2 separate regions of the Mus musculus genome follow, and region 1 is linked to region 2. A link is a contact called in public targeted proximity ligation data. All regions are on one chromosome and are shown on one strand. The core of a region is the stretch at or near the end of the contact, and the rest is flanking DNA. Distances in the headings are between cores, read along the strand shown. Region 1 has its middle 3.5 kb from the start of Mir3970. Region 2 has its middle 24 kb from the start of Gm36774.

Region 1 (3,879 bases), core at 1,190-3,689, 250 kb before region 2:
TGGCTAGGATGTGGAGAAAGAGGAATACTCCTCCATTGCTGGTAGGATTGCAAGCTGGTACAACCACTCTGGAAATCAGTCTGGCAGTTCCTCAGAATATTGGACATAGTACTACCAGAGGATCCAGCAATACCTCTCCTGGGCATATACCCAGAAGATGTTCCAACTAGTAATAAGGACACATGCTCCACTATGTTCATAGCAGCCTTATTTATAATAGCCAGAAGCTGGAAAGAACCCAGATGTCTCTCAACAGAGGAATGGATACAGAAAATGTGGTACATTTACACAATGGAGTACTACTCAGCAATTAAAAAAATAATTTATGAAATTCTTAGGTAAATAGATGTATCTGGAGAATATCATCTTCAGTGAGGTAATTTCTTCTTTTTAGTAAGTTAAGATGCAAGGTGGTGTCATCTTTAAGGACTGTTTTTTTTTTTTTTTTTTTTTTTTTGGTTTGGTTTGGTTTGGTTTTTTCCCTTCAGAGTAGTGAGTTGCCTAGACAAGCCACATCCACTTTTCAAATAGACTGGGCCTTTCTTTATATCAGCTTTTCATGTCTAGAACAAGATTCCACACAGAATCAACTTACAAGGAGAAAAGATTATCTTTTACAGCTGTTGAGAGTCCGGTGCAAGACAGATTAGTTTTACTGTTTTAGATTCAGGGTGAGCATCATGTCCTGGCAAGAGCATGTGTCAGAACAAACCACTTAATCCCAGAGAGTACAGAGGAAGGGGGGTGTGCTGGGGACTCAAAGTCCTCTCCAACAGCACATCTCTGGTCACCTCATAACCTAATATCTTAAAGTGTCTGCCACCTCCGAGCAAGACCATTCTGAGGCTCAATCCTTTTAACACATGGCTCTTTGGAGGACATTTAAGATCCAATCTATTACATGTTCCAAGCATGTCACATATTCACGTTATCATCTGTTGGATTGAATCTCTGAAATTAGACATTTCATTTGATACTTTAAAAAAGCCATTTGATCATTTTAATGAAGTAGATTGAGAACTTTATAATTTTAATAATTTTTAAATAAAATCTATAGCTTTGTTTAAGGTTACTCATAAGCTAGTTCTGAAAGCAATTTAAATCTATCACCCCTGAAAGACACTGGCTAGCTCACATCACAGCTGTAAATATGTAGCTTTCTAGCATAAGTGCTTTAAACTATAAATGTTAATTTTATTTATCATACTACATGTTTACTACATGTTTATCTCCATAATAAAATCACATTCTCTTCATTATCTTATCACGTGTATTGTGGCTTTTCTTCTTCACTTGTGCTTTATGATTTCTACATTTATAATAATGTGTTACAGTTATGGTCTTAAAACTCTGAAGTCAGAATGACATTGGTCAAAGAGATTGCAACTTTTAGCATCAGCGTCTTCATTGAGGCAAAACAATAGGAAAACTTACCCCATAGAGTTATGAAAAATGAACACTGAGAAATCCATGAAACACGCAGTGCAGACACTGCACAAAGCAACTTCTCCATCATCACTGACCATGGTGGTAAGGACAGGAAGAGGTGCCACAGAGGGCTATAGAGCTGTAGCCACTGCCAGTGCTTCTTCATTACCTCTCAGCAAACCCCTCTTCCTTTCATTTATTTAATTCTCTTCTCTTTTGAGAATTTCTCTCTTCTCGTTTCATATATATAAGTAGTTCCAAACTGGGATGTTTCAGAACTGATTTGGTGTCAGGGGCTTTGACACTTAACCAGGGCCTATGTACTGACTTGTTTTGTGTGTCAACTTGACACAAGCTGGAGTTATCACAGAGAAAGGAGCCTTCCTTAAGGAAATGCCTCCATGAGATCCAGCTCTAAGGTATTTTCTCAATTAGTGATCAAGGGTGGGAGAGGGTCCACTGTGGATCGTGCCATCCCTGGAATGGCAGTCTTGGGTTCTATAAGAAAGCAAGCTAAGAAATCCAGGGGAAGCAAGCCAGTAAGTAACATCCCTCCATGGCCTCTGCATCAGTTCCTGCTTCCTGACCTGCTTGAGTTCCAGTCCTGACTTCCTTTGGTGATGAACAGCAGTATGGAAGTGTAAGCTGAATAAACCCTTTCCTCTCCAACTTGCTTCTTGGTCATGATGTTTGTATAGGAATAGAAACCCTGACTAAGACACCTACAAGGAACTGTTGAACAGCATCAGAATAGGACATGTGACAGCAGTAGACCTCTGTCTTAGTCACCTTGTCACTTTTTAAGCTTGAAACTTCCCCTGATTTTTGCTACTCTCCGAAACTAGCCTGTACACTTTTTGGTGTTTGATTATTTAACATGTCTGTGCCCTGAACCAACATTGCCTGGCATAAAATTATGGGTACAAACCACTCTTGCTTATACATCATCTGTTCATAGAATTTTTTGCATACTAGACGATATCAACTAGGGCATGAGTCAATCTAGCAACAACAGGAAGGCTGGCAAGTGTCATTTTCAAACATTCCACTGAGTCATCTTCCATGTAGCTGGCCACTCACTTCAGTTCCTTTGATGAAGCATGTTAAAATATCATTCTGAGAAATCTCATCCTTAATTTAGGAATGTACAGTCACAGTTTAATTTAACTTTATACAGTTAAATATCTCCTCTTTTCACAAAATTCCATAATATATGAACTATTAAATGTTTGAACACATGTACATTTAATGAAGTCATTTTTTTCTCCAACACTGCTGGGACTCACCCTGCCCTTAGCCATTATCACACTTACTCAAAATTACTAAATTACTTTAAATGGTAATACTTCATAGGAAATGTTTAAATGTCTAATGAGAACAAAAGTCATATATTACATGTATGCATATTAATCTGAACCCAGAATTAATACTGGATGGTAGGTGCTGTTACATGGGTATGGACACACTAGAAGTAGGTCCTATTCCAGCAATATTTCTTGAAAATGATGTCTATGTGATCTATTTAGACTAAATATCAGTGTTATGCTATACAACTAACAAGTTCAGTTAATAACATCTAATTATACTACATTGAAAATTGGTAATATAAATCCATGTTTTCATTCAACATCTGTTGAGGTCTAACTGTGTGTTAGTCACTGTAATGGATTCTGAGGCACTGTCATCCTTCAGCAAGTTTCCATATAGTCAATCAGAAAGAATAACCACTCTGCATAGAGTCACATTGAAGTACAGTATGACACAAAAGATATGCAAAGTGCTATTTGAAAATACAGAGACAACTTGCAGAAGAAACCATAAGAAACAGCTTCTTAAAACAGAATTTTAGCGGAATATTGCAAGATGTTGAACTTAGACAGGAAAAGGCCATGAGAGTAGCAGTGTTCCAACAACTGCACAAACTTTTCCAGAGTTAAGCGTGCACTTGAGGAACAGTCAGTAATTCTGTTTCACAGAAAAGTAGGATGTTGCTAGAGTATGGGACAAGATCACAGGAACTATTCTGTCCCTGTCCCTGGAGAGGGCTACTGCTATGCCCTCTGACCTACTGCCACAGTCAGAAGACTACAACAGAGGCTCCATTTCAGTTCTCCAGTTCCTTACTCCACCCTTCCCTTGCTGTCATCTGTGGCTGGACTTCTTTGTATCATGATAGTCTAATGCTTATTCTCTCTCTTTTCTTCCTCCCTCCTCCCTCCCTGCTTCCACCCTCCATTTCTTTTCCCCTCCCTTCCCCATTTTTAGTCCCTTACTTGGTGTAAGTCACAGAGATCTATTTATAACTGACCCCCTCCTTTCTGGCTCTAAGAGACCTTAGATTCTCATCCATTGCAAAGGTGAGTTAAGGATTGCAAAACTCCAGGACAATTATGGTTCTAGGAAGCAAACTTAGAATTCAAACACACCCTACATAAAAGCTAGTCCTTTTCG
Region 2 (3,679 bases), core at 616-3,115:
ACCCAGACTTTCTGAAAACTCAACACAGTTAATTCATTGAATTGATTCTTTTTAATAAGCTGGTTGACTTTAAGTGCCCTAGGTTTTCCCAACTTCCTTGCTCTACACGAACTATTCCACCTTCAGACAAACATTAGAATACTGTTTTGCTCCTTAGGTTGTCATGATACTCAAATGTAATAATAATTAAGTGCTTAAGAACTCTGTGAGGCATAATAATCCCTCAAAACGTGCACGCAGTTTCCAGAATCTGTGAATATGTTCCCTGATGCAGCCGAGGAGGTTTGAGATGACAAGTTTATTCCAGATCATCTGGGTGGGCCCAACTTGACCACAAGAATCCCTTAAGAGTAGAGACTCCTTTCCGGCGGTGTCAGAGAGAAACTGACGAAAGGAGGAAGGGTGAGAGAAATACTGCTGGCTTTAAAGATGAGAGAGGCAAGCAGCTTCTGACCCTGGGAAAGGCCAAGGACAGATGTTTTCCTTGAACCTGGGGAAGGATCGCTGTACAAGCTTTCCACAACTATGCCTGCTACGTCCTCCTCAGGCTGCGGGTTGGGCTGACAGTCACTAACACTGGAAGAGGCCCCTCTGCCTCAACTGAGATGAGAGCAATACCTTGCCATGGAGGGGAAGGAGACACCAACATATCTCGCATCCATCCATTGTCCCTTGCTCCTCGTGTGTAGGCAGGTCAGTTGGAGGTCCCTTCTGTTTCTGCAAAAATAGCCAATGCAGTTAGTAACTACCAGGGCATATTCCTTCTCAGCTCAAAACCTTCCAGAGGCTCCCCAGCTCGCTCCCAAAACAGCCTGAAAGACTTCCTCTGTTCTCAAGTCTTCAGGGCACAGCTGACCCCATTTCCCCTCTGCCTGTCTCCTTCCTCTCTGACCCTTGCTGACTGTGTTCCAAGTCTACTAGCTGCCCTGCTGTTCTATGCACGCTAGGGGTTCAAGGCTCGGGACACTTGCATTTGGTTTTTTTTTTCCCCACCTAAAACCCTCTTCCCTTGCATCCAATAGCTTGCTTCCTCCCTCAGCACCTTCAGATCTTCCTAACAATCCTATTGAAATAGTGGTTGTCTCCCCCACCCAAAACACCAGAGCAATTTCCTCTTCTATCATGAAGCATACTTAATTTTTTTTCCCCTACAAGGTGCTGTCTCTTTAGGAATGTTCATAAGGGTTCTTTATGAAGGATATATTAGGTTGTTTGATAAATATTTGTCGAGTGAGCAAATCAGTGTATGATCAAGCTATAATCAAGAACTGAATCTCATTACTGCCTCTCCGTTAATGACCCATCCATTCAGTTACAAACGGGAAATGAAAGTCAGTGAGGTGTCTGGTGTTAAACAATGAAGCTGCAGGTAAGATCAATTTTTTAATTGGCCTTGCTGAGTCCAGACAAGCCAAAGGAGTAGAAACTCAAAGTTCTCGGCATCCAGCCCTGTCTCCTAGACAAAGAACCCAGAAAGGGTTGCTTTTCTGAAACCCGAGCCTTTCTGGTTTCAGCCAGAGTCTAAAAACCATAAGAACAGTTTGTCTCTTCAGTACTTCCGCTTCCAGGCAAAGGAAAGAGCAGGAAGTGCAGGGGCGTGTGAAAATTGAGAAGAAGAAAAAAAAGAAGAAGAAGAATTAAAGCCATTACATGTAAAGGCACAGAGACTTCCTCTGTCCTACCACACTGTGCTTTAGCAGCCAGGCTGGGGAAGCCATTCTCAGGTAAAGGGAAAGCCAGAATGTGACTGCTAGTTCTCTATTGTCCGGCACAGACTTATTCAGAGATAGTTGAGAGTGTGGCAAAAGATAGACCGGGTGCCCGGCCGTGTGAGTTTACCATTCACAACAGTCTAACATTACAAGGTCAACCTAGTTCATATCTTATCTACTCAGTGTTTGCTCTGGGCAGGCTGACTTTCCAGCATGCCCCCGGGAGGTATCTTAGATTATAAGAAATTGTACATAGAATTTAAGTAATCTTTAGAGTCGAGCCAACCAAGGTTCCAGTCTTGACGCTGCCACAATTAGTAGCTGAATGCCAGCTGCCTACAGGAAGGACTGTGTTTATCTCGTTTCCCATTGTATCCAGCATTGCTCACACCATGCCTTGCATGCTCAGTAACCCTCCTCCTAGAAGAAAATCAATGTTAGGAACTTCAGTTTCTTCGTTAGTAAAAGGAGACTATAAAACCCAGCTCATGAAGCTGTCTGAGGACCTCAGATGAGGTGCCCCGCCTATCCAGGGCCTGCTACAGGACAGCATTTGCTTAAGGTAAACTGTCATTTTGGTGACTGTGGTGGTTGGCCAAAGCTTTATTCCACCTGGAATTTCAGACTCTGCCCTGACCTGAAGAGTTGGGTCTTGGCGTGATCCTGTTCTCTAGAAAAGTCCTGCTCCACTTCTGTCAGAAATCCTGGAAAAGGGAAGAATGACCTCCGCATCGCAGCTGCTGGGTGATTGGCAGCCAAAGGGAATCAGGACTAAGCCCAGCCAGGTCTCACTTGTCACGGGGAGAGGAAGGAGAAAGCACTCACTAGCCAACCCCAATAAGTGCCTGGTGAAAACCAAGGGCAGGCAGCTGGATTGGTTTCCTACTTTTTTCTCTGTTATAGTCTCACAGCCAGAGAAAGTATGGGGTGTCTTTTCCTTAACTGCGAGAAGCCCAGTTAAGTCTCCCTCCCCGCTCTTCTGAATCAGCCTGGTTCAGCAGTAGGCCTAAGAAGCCATCTGTCAATGCTTAGGGATTAAAGAAAGAAATGAATACCTAGGACCTTCCCAGAATCTCCAAACCCCCAGGAATTCTTAACACTTTTGCTTTGGGGGTTCAGTTCACAATCAAATCGGTTAAGAGGTCTGGCTCTATGTTTCATGCTGAACTATCCCTTCTTGCCTTTACTAATATCTCTCACTGTCATAATTCAATATGGGAGATCCTTCCCGGAAATAAAGGCACAGAGCCTCAAACTTGATGCTGACGATGTTTGCAAAAGGGTTCTGTTGGTCGAGCCATGAGCAGCCGTGTTGTCAATAATCATTTCAGAAGCATCTGCAGATAATAGTGGGTGTGCCGTGAGCCACTGTGGTGGAAAGGGGAGACTATCCTCTCAAAGAAACAGAGAATGCAATGACTCAGCCGGTCTCAAGCCACAGCCACCGTTACTGACTTAGTCATTCATGTTGTCTTTGTCTTATTTTTAGACACCTAGCTTTAAATTAACCGCTCTGATAAACAGCAGCAATTCAGTTAGTAATGAGTTCCTTTGATTTTTTTTTCCCCCTCCTGTGGGGTGGAGCAGACTCCTGAGTTCCACTTCTCTAAATAACCAATAAGTCTTCATATGAAGCCATTACAGTCTTCAGGGAAGGAGAGACACATCAGGAAAGCATAGGGGACCAAAGATGTCAAGGTGTCTCCTCCCAAGATGCATTTTCTCCCATTCACCCATGCTGATTCACCCATGGGGGTGAGCTGTGTGTGCTCAGTGTGTTGGTGTTGGGAGTCGAGAGGTGAACGAGACGGGCAGGCTTTCTGGAAGTGAGCATTTCCACTCCTTCAAAGGATAACTAGGGACCTACCAATCAGAGAAGAGTCAGAGCAGTGGCCGTTCCGCTTTGGCTTTGCTTCAATAACAATTAAACCATGTGGGGTGGGGTGGGGTGGGGTGGGGGGGGGGGC

The links.
Region 1: a targeted proximity ligation map of bone marrow-derived macrophages shows a contact between it and region 2, with 5 times the contacts expected there. A contact is called at or near these places in 1 of 484 Hi-C or Micro-C datasets (nephron progenitors), 1 of 130 datasets of targeted methods (bone marrow-derived macrophages) and 1 of 9 other capture datasets (embryonic stem cells).

The regions. Positions count from the first base shown.
Region 1 is chr19:33,158,666-33,162,544 of GRCm38.p6, reverse strand. It overlaps the pseudogene Rnls. Among named protein-coding and RNA genes, the nearest start is that of Mir3970, 3.5 kb to the right of the region's middle.
Region 2 is chr19:32,904,192-32,907,870 of GRCm38.p6, reverse strand. No RefSeq gene overlaps it. Among named protein-coding and RNA genes, the nearest start is that of Gm36774, 24 kb to the left of the region's middle.